2 separate regions of the Sus scrofa genome follow, and region 2 is linked to region 1. The links are chromatin contacts, called in public Hi-C maps. All regions are on one chromosome and are shown on one strand. The core of a region is the stretch at or near the end of the contact, and the rest is flanking DNA. Distances in the headings are between cores, read along the strand shown. Region 1 has its middle 850 kb from the start of SOX9. Region 2 has its middle 630 kb from the start of KCNJ2.

Region 1 (6,328 bases), core at 1,650-4,149:
CATCAAGACAGTTTCTTTATTAACAGGATGGCAGTCTCATTGTATAAAAAGTCCTATAACTTTTTTCCTTATGCTTTATTTTTTTCCATATTTAAAAGTTTCATTGAAATAGAGTGGACAAACAACGTTGTGTTGTTAGTTTCTGCTATACCACAAAATGGTTCAGTTATCCATGTACACGGATCCATTCTTTTTCCGATTCTTTCCCCATATAGCTTTCACAGAATACAGAGTAGAGTTCCCTGGGCTGTACAGCAGGTAGGTCCCTGTTGATTTTCCCTGTGTTTTAATATTGTGTTTGATTTTAAAAAACAATTTGAGTATGCATTACCTAATATGATTCTCGAAAGAATCTCTTAATGGAAATAGAGTAGACACTGTCTCTCCAGGCCTCTAAAGCCATAAGATTCCCTGTTGTCTCCTCTCTAACAAGGTCCCTTAAATCATATCTAATGAAGGCCTCCTAAATCATTCCTACATGTATACACTTCCTTTCTCCACAGCCACTTTGGTAGTGGATCCTTACTGTCATGTTGGCTCTCCTGAATGAGCTCCCCATACCCCTTACTCTTTTCCATGCTGCTAGAATCTTCTTCTTTCAAGCCAGCCTTTGTTGACAAATTTACAAAATAAAAATCTGACCATGTCTTACCCTTGCTTAATGGATTCAAAGGGTCTGGTCCCCTGGGCATGGATGGCATCAAAGGACTTTTCACTCCTTAGCTCATTGCCCCGTGCATTAGCATTCTTTCCTGCACTCTGAAGGGGTCCCAGGATGTCCTATTCTCCCTAACATTTAGGTTTGGAGGCTTTAGGAATGCTACCCCCTACACCTGAAAGTCCTTCCTCAAATTCTACAGTAGTGAGTATTATTTGCTTGTCCTGTTTCTACTTAGGTATCACATTCTCCTTTAAGCTTTTCCTCTTCCTCAAAGACACTAGCAGCCCGCGACACTTTGTAAACATTATGCCCTAGGATTTATTAAGTACAATAATGTTCTGACTCACCTTTATTCTTCCAGAGTTTTCTATCTTAGAAAATAGACAATTTGATGGCAAGAGGTTATGGTCACTTTCTTTGTCACTATATTCCCAAGGACCTTTTGCATTACCTGCTATAGTCGGGACTTGAACAATTCTTAAATAAATTCATCAATGAATTACTCTCTATTTTATAGACATAATAGAGAATAAAACAGCCACCCAACCTAACTGAAAAAAATAATCAATACCTAAGTACATAAAGAAACACCTAACATGATATAAACATAAAAAAAAGAGATTATAAAAATAGATGGGAGTTGGAGAGGTAGATTGAAGGTGTGGTTCTTTAGATAAATTGGCCATAAAGGTCTTTTCTAAAAATGGTTTGAGCTGCAGTCTCCATCATAAGATCCAAAGCCAAACACGAATAAAGAAAAAATTTGTTTCTCATATTTGCTCTGGCAGGAAGAATAAATTCCCTGAGGCAATGGGACACTAGGCAAATTAGTCTGAATGGGCAAAGTGTTTAGAGAAATTTCATGTAATGGAAAGATTCTACATATAGAATCAGTCTAGTGGGTATATCATGAAATAGAGCAAGGAATTCAAAGATGCTAACAGGAAGAAGAAAATGAAAACAAAGTTATACTGATGATTGAATTCTACTAACATGGAACTTTTATCTGTAACAGAGACTAAATTCTACTAACATGGAACTTTTATCTGGAACAGAAAAGAATCAAGCGACATCTCCTTTGTGAAGCAAGTGGGGCTGCCTTTTTTTCCTCGAGAAGTCATTGTTTAGGTATGTTTCCCCTACGAAGAGACCAACTCTGCCAATGAGATAAATACACAGGTATACACACCCATATATATTCATACATTTTCTCTCCATAAACTAAAGTGAAAACTAATTAAACTCTGAAACAAACCTGTCTATTTTCTATACATTTCTGCTTTCCAAAGTCAATGTATCCTTTTCATACAGAGGCTGAGAGTCTACTCCAACAAATTTGTTCTTTTCGCCGAAGCAAATGATTACATTTATTATTTTTTTAAACATGAAGAAGGTGATGAGATCATTTATTGTTGCTAAACTTTAATAGCGTCTCACTAAGAGGGTCAGTATATTTTTTTTTCTTGTTTGTCTGTTGTTTTTTCCGCTCTTGCCTGGACCAGTAGCAGCCTCCAAGTGACACGATGCTAAATCAGACTTTTTTTTTTTTTTTTTCCAATTTGCAAGGAAAAAAGCAAACCTCACCTCAGCACCAAATGAGGCAGTTCATGCTGGTTTTGGAAAAGGAATTAGCTCCAGAGAGAAAAATAACAAACCCAGTCCTGAGGTCTTTCCTATAGATTGAAAAGGCCAGTTTGGAAAGGAAATGCGGAAAAAGAAACAGAGGGTGCCCAGGTTTCTTTATCATACCTGGAGAAGGATATGCGAAAATCTCCACCGCCGTGTCCTGGCGCCAAGTCTTGATTAATTTTTCTCTTTTAAAATGGCACCCACTGCTCTATAAAATGATCTATTGGGACTTCAAAGCTGTGGCAATTGCATGTGGCACAGGATATACGCAATTAATTATGTGATGCCTAAATGACAGGGTGTAGGAAAAAGAGGGGAGAAGAAAAAGTTTTTAAAAAAGCAAAAAAAAAAAAAAAAAAAAAAAAAAGGCCAAAGTAAACTGAAAGACCTAGTTGTCTGCCTGCCAAGAACCAGTAGCAGATAAGGCCTCCAGTTGCTGTGGAAACTCGGGCCTCCAGGAGCCAGAATCCAATTTCAGAAACCACAAAATCAACATAAACGTGTGCAAAAATAAAAAGGTTTGTTTGGCAAGTAATAAGGAGAAGGCTACCAATGTATAAAACACATGAACCAAGGTGACCTCAGCCGATTGAAGCCATAATGACGGCAATGTCCACGGCAGACTTGGCACCTCCGAAATGAGCGGTAACAAGACTCAGTCCACGCTGCTTGCTGTTATCAGGTAATTGCTACCTTTCTGAAATATTAACCATCCACCACCTCTTCCCAGGTCTCACCTCGAAAAACATAACACCACCCTTGATGAAAGCAGCGTTAGAGACCTTGATTTTAACCCCAGAGGCCAGAACACAGACAGCTAGACTTTGCCCTTGTTCCTTAAATCATGAATTACATGCTCTATCACCCAGGAAAAAGAAAAATAGATTACCTATACAGACTTCCCTATCCCTTTGGCAAATCTGCCAGGAACGACGACCTTCGAAAGGAAGAAGCAGGCTTCGCGTGTCGACTCTTAATGATTACACATCTTAATGTTATTCTGAACTCCTGAATTTATGGAAAGTTGGAATAAAGGAGTATCGTCTAAACTAAAAGCCCTTGACAGGACGGACAACTTCTAATGCATCTTTATACTCTCCCATATTATTTGCAGATACAACATTATTTTCTGTCTTTTTCTCATTTCCTTGGGAGTCTATATGGTCTCTTAGACACGTCATCAATAATAGGTTGATGAATCATTTGCATAAATAAGATCAACCCTGTGTTCTATTGAGCACTAAACTCAGAGGACTTTCAACATATATTTTAGAGAATCCGCAAACTTGGGATCATATAGAAAAGTCATCAGCATGTTTGGTTCTGAGAAAGTGACCTCAAACTCTTTTCCAGAAAGGAAAACTTAAACAAATCAAATGAATTCCAGACAGATCCATACATAAAGAAAAAAAAAAACAAAAAACCAGACCCAAACCATAGAAATGTCAAGTATGCATCAAGTCACTGTGGACACAGCCCTTTGTTTTTAGCCTGATCCTAAGTTTTTATTACTCAAATTGCAAATTCATTTGAACAGGTATAATTTTGTGTACAATAACCCACCCTGCCTATTGTTTGAGTATATACTCTACCTCTGTGGCAGAAATTCTGCTAAGTATATACGCCATCACTTCTCTTCATTTCACGGGCCCACAGCCATATCTCCTCATGACTGAGTTCTGGCCAGAACAACGTAGGCAGAACTATTGTCAAGACTGGCCCTCCTAAACCTCTCTTATCATCTCTCATAATCTCTATAGATGCCTGTTTGCCAGTAAGATACAGAAGGGCCGGTGGAAGCCCTCATATTCCTAGGAGACAGCATGTGTATTAACAGAGGGGTTCTGGTTCCTGGCTTACCACCTGAGAAGAACCATCCAGGAGGGCCACTTGACCAAGAGCATCCATGCCAGACTGGGCAGGAAGGACAAACACGCTTTCTAGATGTTGACCCACCCAGGCTGGCAGCGCTGGAAACCACACCACATCGCGTGGGCTGTATCTACGACAGCACCCTCCATGGACAACCTAAGCAGGACCAAGGTCTGTGAAGCAAACTTTGACAGCCCGAGGAAAGTGAAGACATCTCTGCACATCTTTGCCTGCTGCATCCAGCTCTATCAGAGCTCTCATCGTACGTGAGTGTTACGTAACTGTTAGGTTAGTAAGGATACCAGGATTATGCTTTTTTTATCAATATTTTCTAGAGCTAGCACGACACGAAGAATGCATGTTGACATTTGGAGTCTAGGAAACGTATTTTTCAATCTGTATCTGCCTAGTAAGGTGAAGGGTAAACAAAAACAAAAACAAAACAGAAACATCTAGAAAAGATAAGTTCTTGCCCACCCCTATCGAAATCTCTTTGGGTAGCTCTTTAAACAGATCAATGGGAAACTGGGACAACTAAGGGAAAACTCGAAATCCTGAGCCTAGATTCTGAAGAGTAAAGGAAAGAGAAATAACTCCTTTCTGGGTAAGAGGCAGACAAAGCTCAGGGCCCTGAGTTTTTCAGCATTGTGCTGCATTTGGACCTTCAAATATGGGTTATTGAGCAAGATTTGCCCAATAGAAATTTCTTCACAGGAGTGGAGAAGAACTGAGTGACCAGAAGCCTGAGAGCCTGGTGATCTGGAGAGTCAGGGGAAGCTGAAAATGCTGCCTTCTGTTTCCAGAACTACTCAGGGCAAGAGAAGAAAGGAGGCCAATAGTAGAAAGTAGTCATTTGACTCAACCATGAGCAGAAAATGCCGCATCATTTTCTTACTTGAAGTTGCAACTTTAATTTCTTTTTCAATTCACTTATAATGAATTGGGTTACATTGTTATAACCCACTTGGGGGGATACATTCATGGTTTGGGTACCTTAATGGTTTAGTTTTTATCACCTGTTGGGTACATTAATGGTTAAGTTATATCATGGTATTTTATCCAGACCTTAAACATCATGTTCCTAAGAATATTTAATAACTTAAGAATGTTTTTACATATTGCAATTGAGAAAAATAAGGATACATAATAAAATTAAACTCCGATAAGAAAATATTTGAGAAAGAGGCTAAAAGAAACATACAAAAAAGCTGTATTTTATTCAGGAGAATTCTGGGGGATTTTTATTTATTTTTATCATTTTCTATAATTCTTTTTTTTTTTTTTTTGTCTTTTTGCTATTTCTTGGGACGCTCCCGCGGCATATGGAGGTTCCCAGGCTAGGGGTCGAATCGGAGCTGTAGCCACCGGCCTACGCCAGAGCCACAGCAACGTGGGATCCGAGCCGCCTCTGCAACCTACACCACAGCTCACGGCAACGCCGGATCGTTAACCCACTAAGCAAGGGCAGGGATTGAACCCGCAACCTCATGGTTCCTAGTTGGATTCGTTAACCACTGCGCCACGACGGGAACTCCCATTTTCTATAATTCTAAGTTGAATCTACTAAATATAAACTGTGATTTTATTGTTAGAAGAGATTAATACTTGTTATTTGTAAAAATAATGCACATAATCTGCCTTCAGGATACGTTTAAGGCAGCCTATAATATTAAAATGTATTTAAATAGTGCATTCAAAAAAAGGAGAGTTCCTGAAAAATCAACAAAATTAAATTCTATAACAGTAATCATCTTACAATGTGTTGGGTGTTCTTTGAAGTATTGTGCATACATTATAACTAAATTTAATGTTTAGTAACATTCTCATAATATCCAATGAAGTAGGTAATCATATTACTTCATTTTAAATTTTATTTTTATTCATTTACTTATATATTTATTTATGTATGTATTTTTAAGGGCCACACCTATGGCATATGGAGGTTCCCAGGCTAGGGGCTGAATCCAAGCTGTAGCTGTCAGTCTATGCCACAGCCACATCAATGCTAGATCTGAGCTGCGTCTGCAACCTATACCACAGCCCAGGGCAATGCTGGATCCTTAACCCACTGAGCAAGGCTAGGGACTGAACCCACATTCTCATGGATACTAGCCAGGTTCGTTACTGCTATGCCACAATGAGAACTCTTACTTCTTCTTCTTCTTT
Region 2 (7,276 bases), core at 979-3,478, 230 kb before region 1:
GTCAACCAGTTGTTTCTATTTCAGGTGCAAGTTAAATTTCTTTTGGCATCATTAAGATGCACTCTTGGATTAAAAAAAAAAATTGATGATGGAAGACTATCTTACTCGAAAGGATGCTATGAGTTTATCAAAATGTAAATCTGGGAACTGGTTCCCATTCTTTGTTTCCTATACTGGGTAGTAAAAAGAACACATTAATGGAGTGAAACATGATCTCTTGCCTGCTAAATTCCAAGGAACCAATGCGATATTTAATTACTTACAGATATTGAGCATATTTCACTAATTTTTATTTTGTCTCAATTTTTTTCATTAGTCTTTATTTTTTTGTTTTAAGTTAGAGCATGCATGAAGAGGATGTATAAACATAGGACCTGAGGGCATAATACAGAAGAGTCACTTATAAAGGACTTCTTTGCACTGGGTTACAACATTCCTATATTGGCTACAAATCAATCACCAAATATTTGATAGTGGGTTGTGCTTAAACTGGCTCTGGGCTGGGATTGAACTTTTATTTGATTTAATATTTTCTTTTCTTTTAAATTTATTTTTCATTGTTATTTTGCCCAACATACTTTTTCTTCCCCCGCTCTGCAGCATGGGGACCCAGTGACACACACATGTATACATAATTTTTTCTCCCATTGTTGTGCTGCATTGTAAGTATCTACAGTATTTTATTTTCAATGACATTTCTAAACATGTGCTAAAGGACATAATCAGATGTTTTAATTTCATTTCCTAACATCTAAAGTCAAATAGAAAGTGCACATATTTCATGTCCGCATTTTAAAGAACTTAATTTGAGCTTCATAAATACAGTGTAATAAACTTAATTGTAGTGTTACTTTATTTGTTTTTGTTATTTAATTCTATAAGACCCTGCCCCTCTCTTAAGTTTTAACTTCGAAGGAGAAGAGGAATAAACTCAGGAAACTGAAAATGCAATTGATTAAGGCCTCACTAATTCCCCATTGATTATTTTGAGAACACTTCAAATAGTAAATCTCTTTTACCCATAAGATAGGAAACTCCTTGAGGACAAGAACTATAAACTCCTAAATTCCTAGCACTGTTTAGAGTCAAACTCGAATCTATCATGGGTATTTACTGATATTTTTAATGTAGTAGGTAAGGTCTACTCTCTTGATAGGGGCAACCCTGAAAAGAAGAAGGAAACAAAAGAGAGTGGGATTCATTGCCATATGCGCCTATTGTCTACTATAAAATATACAAAGTCTTGATAAATTCAATACATTTTCCTTTTGTGTCTAGAAATAAATGTAAACAGCTTAGCTCCCATTTTAACCATTACTGCCCTATTATAAAAGCAATGTCTATTCTTTGAGAAAAAAATTTTAAACAAAACCACATTGCAAGAAAAATGAAAACTGTCTATGGATGCAATACCAGATAAAGAGGCCAATTAATTTGTATATATTCATCTATAGGTAATTTGTAATTTTACACATGGTCCCTCACATTGACATCGAGTTTTAGGAATAACCCTGCTCTTTTCACATACCTGATTTCATTGGTAACTTTCTCAGTTAATTCAATAACCTATAAAATAGTTTAAGCGGATTTATCTTCTAAAAATACTTAAATATGAGCACTGTTTACTTTCTTACTATAATTTTTTTTTTTACTTTTAACATTGCAATTTCAATAAGGAATAAAATGCTACAACCACCAAAGGTGTTATCTGTGTGTGCTTTTTTAAAAAATTATTTCATGTGGTAAATTTCAAGAAGTAGAATAACTAATTCAAAATGACAATCATTTTTATTAATTGGACTACACAACACCAACTGTTTTGAATGCGATTTATTTCTGAGGACCTTAATAAGTAAAACCTTGTTTTTAGTGATCTTTTCCCTTTTCTGTTCATGTACGCACGTAGCCTAGTCATTATCTTCTGCTATTTAATACTGAAGGAATTCCTGCTAGGGATCTGCCTTTCTCCGTTAATTCTTGCCCTTTGCAGTTCTTTTTCGTCCCCCCAAGATATAATCATCTAGAACAGCAGGTCCCTGCAGAGAACTTGCACATTTGCTTTTAATCAAAAGACAAAGTTTATATTAAACTCAGTAAACAAAATCAGAGACTTGTATAAATAACAATTTGTGCATATCATTTTCATTTTTGCTAACACTTTTGACTCTGGTATTGATCTTTCGCCAGGTTGGGAAACTCGGAGGGCAAAGTGCAAAGTTCGAAAGTGGCTATTTGCCTCGAGGTTTATTGAAAATAAAACATCAGCGGAAGTCCGCTGAAGTAATTTGAGGAAACTTTTTTTTTTTTCTTCTAGGAAGTATGTCATTATTTGATTTCTAAGGTTCAGTCTGCTTAGAGAAAAATAATCGAGTGAAAACAGGCTTGAAACATTAGAAAGCTGGCAGGGAACATCTATAGACGTGGGTGACTTAATGCAGGCATGCAAAATTTCCAAGGGACTACTTTTCTTGTTCTATCCCTTTATCCTTTCATCATCCAAATACTGAAGCTATAAACTCCACGTTGCCCATCGCACAGCATGTGGACACAAAACAGTTGTCAAATGAGTGGATAAAGAAAAGGAAACGTTTTTGAAATGTTACTTTCAAGTTCTGTTAATAACCAGATTGATTTTTAAAAATCAGTCCAATTGATAGATTGCCATTATGCAGATAAAGACAAAGTGATTTTTTTTTTTTTAATTCTCACTTCCCAAGTTATTATCTTGCCTTCATGCAGGCACTTGCTGGGAGTGTTTTCACACTCAAACAAAACAAGTGCACTGGAGACAGAGCTGTTTTTAATTTTGAAAGGTAACTGAAAACATACAGAAGAGTTCTCCCGTGTTGGCTTAAAACTGCTGTATCTTAAGATTCTCAAGGTATTTATTAGAAAGTGTCCATCCAACTTATGGGAACTTTAACAGCCTCCCTTAGGTCAGACTGCAAATTAAGCCAGGAGTCAAGAACTTCAGTAATCTTTTCCCAGCGTCACGCAGTAGATCCTGGTTATTTTCAACCAAATTAGACATCCTTTGGGATGTTTATTCTCCCAACTAGCTGCTTTTCTCCTAATCATTCTAAGTTTCTTTACGATTTTATTTTAAAATTCTCTTAGTTTCTGATTACTACAGTGACTTAAGCATCGTCTATTGGAAATCTTAATCACATGCAAGGGGGGAACACAAAAATCATTTATGAATAAGACTCCAGCCAACAGGCACCCTCAAGCAATCTGAATACTTATGGAATGGCATGAAAATAGATCCAGAAAATTACACTAAAAGCTGGAGAAAATACAAACTACATAAAGCTGTGCTTTCACAAGACTCATATGACCAAGTATATAATATAAGGTCTTTTCTTTTCTGGAGCTTACTTTTTTTTTTTTTTTTTTTTTCTCTTTTTAGGGCTGTACCAGTGGCATAGGGAAGTTCCAGGCTTGGAGATCAAATTAGAGCTGTAGTTGCCGGCCTACGCCCCAGCCCCAGCAATGCCAGATCCGAGCTGTGTCTGCAACCTACACAGCAGGTCACAGCCATGCCGGATCCTTAACCCACTGAGCAAGGCCGGGATCCAACCTGCATCCTCATGGACACGAGTCGGTTTCGTTACTGCTGAGCCACAACGGAACTCCTGGAGCTTACATTCTATAGTGAAATGCATATAATAAATAAGTAGCCAAATATCTAGAAAAGAAAAATTTCAGATACTGTTAAGAGCCTTGAGCTAACAAAGCAGTGTTACGAAAGGATGGCCAGGAAAGACCTCATGTAGGATAGGGTAGCTGAAGTCCCTAAAAGAAGGTGACTATAGAAGGCCTTTGGGAAGAGAGGACAGAGAAAAAGAATAGGACACATAAGGCCCTAAAGTGTGGATACATTTTTATTGTAGCTTGTTTTTTCCTCCAGGGAAACAGGACAGCAATCAGATTGCTGACATATGGTAAATGCAGAGAAGAGAAGTAGGGCATGATAGAAAGTAAGCATCATATATCAGTGCAATGAAAGCGACAGCAGCCATGGACAGTAAAACTGACCGATTTATACTTGAGCCATCATTACAGCTGCCGTGTTGAATGTGGGTTATTGGGGAAACTACCCAGGACCCTACCCTACCGTTAGATCGCCTGAGATGCAAGTAGCAGAGAACCAAAGTAGTGGTTACTTAAATGAGATGAAATTGTCACTTTCATTTAGGTGACAGTTAGCAATTTAGGGCTGATAGCCTATATCCTTCCATCCTGAACCTGAGCTGCTCACAGATTGCTATTCTACTCTCCTCAATGAGGGTATGAAGGACGGAGGAAAATGGCAAGAACAGTTCCTTCTGAAAGTTGCCTCTGTCACTTTCTTCCATCAGTGGTCAGAAAGGAGTCACGTGGCTAAGCGGGCAGTCAGGGAGGTCAAGGGCCCTGCCACAAATCAGGCTGACGTCCCAACCATCGTACTACTGTATAAAGACAAGACTGGGACTAAAACGAAAAGTGCCAAGAGCGGTAAAGGAAAAGCGTGGAAATCCTTGAGTTACTGAATGAATATCCCTGGGTTACTACACTACGAAACCCTGAAAACATCCTCTCTCAAGAATTCTCGAGAATAAGACAAGATCGTGTGTGCTTTATATTTCGTCCGTTATGAGTCGGGTCTTCTGTCACTTGTGGCCAATTGACTCCTGCGTGATGGAATCTCTAGTGGCGCAGAGATCCCTGGTGAAGGCACAGTCTCCACCTTCTCCAGGGTGTCTGTCCACAGGATGCACTTTTTTTTCCACTCTTAAGGAACTTCGACATTAGTTCCTTTGCAAAGCTGATGCCATTTCTAACCCTCACATCATAAGAAAATAGCAGCAGTCCTGTTTTTATGCAGCAGGTAGAAGGTTGAGGGAAATCTGTAGAAGTCGCATCTGAATCTGCACGTGTAAAGCCTCAGGGATTGGTGCCTGCGTTATACACTTCACCCACACATATAAAGAAATCGCTGTGATCTTCCCAGATTGGTGACATCTCCATTGTGGTTTGTCCAGAAAGTTCTATGTGGTACTGGAGTGGAGTACTTAGGCTTTGAAACCCAACAGGCGAGGGCTTTTAATTCCAGTTCTGCATACTAGTTCACATGTGACTTGGTCTCACTGAGATGCAGCTCTTCATGTGAAATATGATGATTGTTAAGATTACTTGTTTCAGGAGTTCTCTTCTGGGGCAGCAGGTTAAGGATCCAGTGTTGTCCCGGCAGCAGCTGGGTCACTGCTGTGGGGTGGGTTCAATCCCTAGTATGGGAACTTGAACGTGCCATGGGCACAGCCAAAACAAAACAGGACAACAACAAAAGACCCCACCTTAGTTCATTGCATTATAATAAGATTCATAGTTTACACTGGTGGAGGGTGGTACAGACACTGTTTCAAGAGACTGACAAATGTTAACTCCTAAAGAGGGAGATATTTAAGTATTACTATTCCCCTTGCACGGATGAGGAAACAGACAAATATGAGCAGAGTAACTTGCTCAGGCTCCTCAGCTAGCAAGAGCTAGAGCTAGGATTTGACTCCAGGCCTTCTAACTCTATAGTGTTTGTTCTCTGCCCCCTCTCTGTTTAAATGAAATATTGCCTGCAGAGTGTTTGGCACATACGCATGCAATAAATGTCACTTATTATTTTTATTTTGCATTTTCCCATCACTTTATTTTGACTTCAATGTGGGAGAGGTGATTACCCAAAGATGCGAATTATCCAAGGGTTGTGATCATCAGAAGCAGAGGAAATATTAGATTTTTTCCAAGTGGGAGTGGGGTTAAAGAGTCCCAGTGCTTGAACCGGTCCAAAGCAAGAAACAAATGTCCAGAAGCCTTCTCTGCTCCACATCTGTTTTTATTTTTCAGTTTATCAGCCTGCTGTTTCATGACAGGATTTTGCAATATTCAGCTCCCCTGGTGACTTATAGGATATCAAGGGAAGAGAGAATAAAGAAATGCTTTTAGCCAACTTCAGCTTTTCCTTCCTTAAAACTGAAGATAAGCTCTGGCTGGACACCATGAGGTTGGCTGAAAAGGCCAATTCATGCATCTGCCTGTTATCAGCTGGAGAGGGGAACGCTGCCTTTACCAGTACCCAGCGCCGTCAATATTCCTCGTCCCACAGGGTCAGGATGGTGGTGTGTGAAGATAAGACAAGCTTGTAGCTGAGGACTGCCCAGAGAGAACGCAACTCCTCTCTCCTGGAGAGCAGGTGTGGGCATCTTTGCCAGATGATACCTATGTCATCGCATCAAGGGTGAGGTTTGACAAGAGCATGCAGAGGAAAGAGCAGAGGTACCTAACCGTTGGGTTCATCTCCCGCAAAACCAGCCTCTCTTTCGTAATCTACAAGGAGGGAATGGCCCCTGGCTGGTGATTTCTTCTAAGAACTCATATAAACCATAGCCAATGTCAAGTCCATATATCTAAGAGTTGGCAAGCTCTCTTGAAGGAGAAAACAGCCCATTTTCAGGTTGGTAGTAAGATCTTTAGGCAAACTTGAGAGGTGATGCTCATTGTCCATTAAGCTTTTATGAATGGCTACCAATTGTTGACAACGCTTCCTTCCTAAACTAGGAAAGATCAACTCCAGATGTTTCCCTTATCCTGGAGGAGACCAAAGAGGTGTCCCTTATACCAGGAAAGCCACCAGAGTAAAATAAGAACTGACTCTAGCAACTGTTCTTCTGAATTGCCTCTGGGGTTCAAAAGTACAGTTGTCTCACTTCCTTCTCTTCCCTGTCTTTCATTGAGCTACCTTACATAGTTTCTCCTAGGAGGTATGAGCAGAGACTTTGAAGAATGGAAAACATTTGGGTGTCTTAAAACTATCCATGCCATGAGTGATAGTTTGGAAAGCGATTACTAAAAAACACTAAGATTGAGGCCAGGTTTGGACTCACCATGTGTGTGATAAAGAGGCAATTACTCTGGTTAACTCTATCCAGAGAACACAAGTTTACCAAAATAGCCCAGAAATGTTGGACACATGAGGTCAGTTTTTTTTTTTTTCTTTCGTCTTTTTTAGGGCTGTACCCTTGGCATATGGAGGTTCCCAGGCTAGGGGTTGAATTGGAGCTGTAGCTGCTGGCCTACGCTGCCATAACAGCAGATCTGAGCTGCATCTGTGACCTACACCACAGCTCACGGCAATGCCGGATCCTTAACCCACTGAGCAAGGCCAGGAATTGAACACTTGTCCTCATGGATGCTAATCAGGTTCGTTAACCACTGAGCCACGACAGGAACTCTGAATATAATG

Evidence for each region. Hi-C and Micro-C count contacts between places; a contact is called where the count stands out from the background.
Region 2: a contact with region 1 is called in a Hi-C map of liver, with 5 times the contacts expected there. The contact joins two enhancer-like sites. A contact is called at or near these places in 2 of 47 Hi-C or Micro-C datasets (liver and skeletal muscle).

What each region holds. Positions count from the first base shown.
Region 1 is chr12:9,494,707-9,501,034 of Sscrofa11.1, reverse strand. No RefSeq gene overlaps it. Among named protein-coding and RNA genes, the nearest start is that of SOX9, 850 kb to the right of the region's middle. Within about 2 kb of position 2,899, at least 5 of the 83 cell types and tissues checked have an H3K27ac peak or open chromatin away from gene starts, as enhancers often do. A contact at or near this core is called in liver, where this site is marked.
Region 2 is chr12:9,727,828-9,735,103 of Sscrofa11.1, reverse strand. No RefSeq gene overlaps it. Among named protein-coding and RNA genes, the nearest start is that of KCNJ2, 630 kb to the left of the region's middle. Within about 2 kb of position 2,228, at least 1 of the 83 cell types and tissues checked has an H3K27ac peak or open chromatin away from gene starts, as enhancers often do. A contact at or near this core is called in liver, where this site is marked.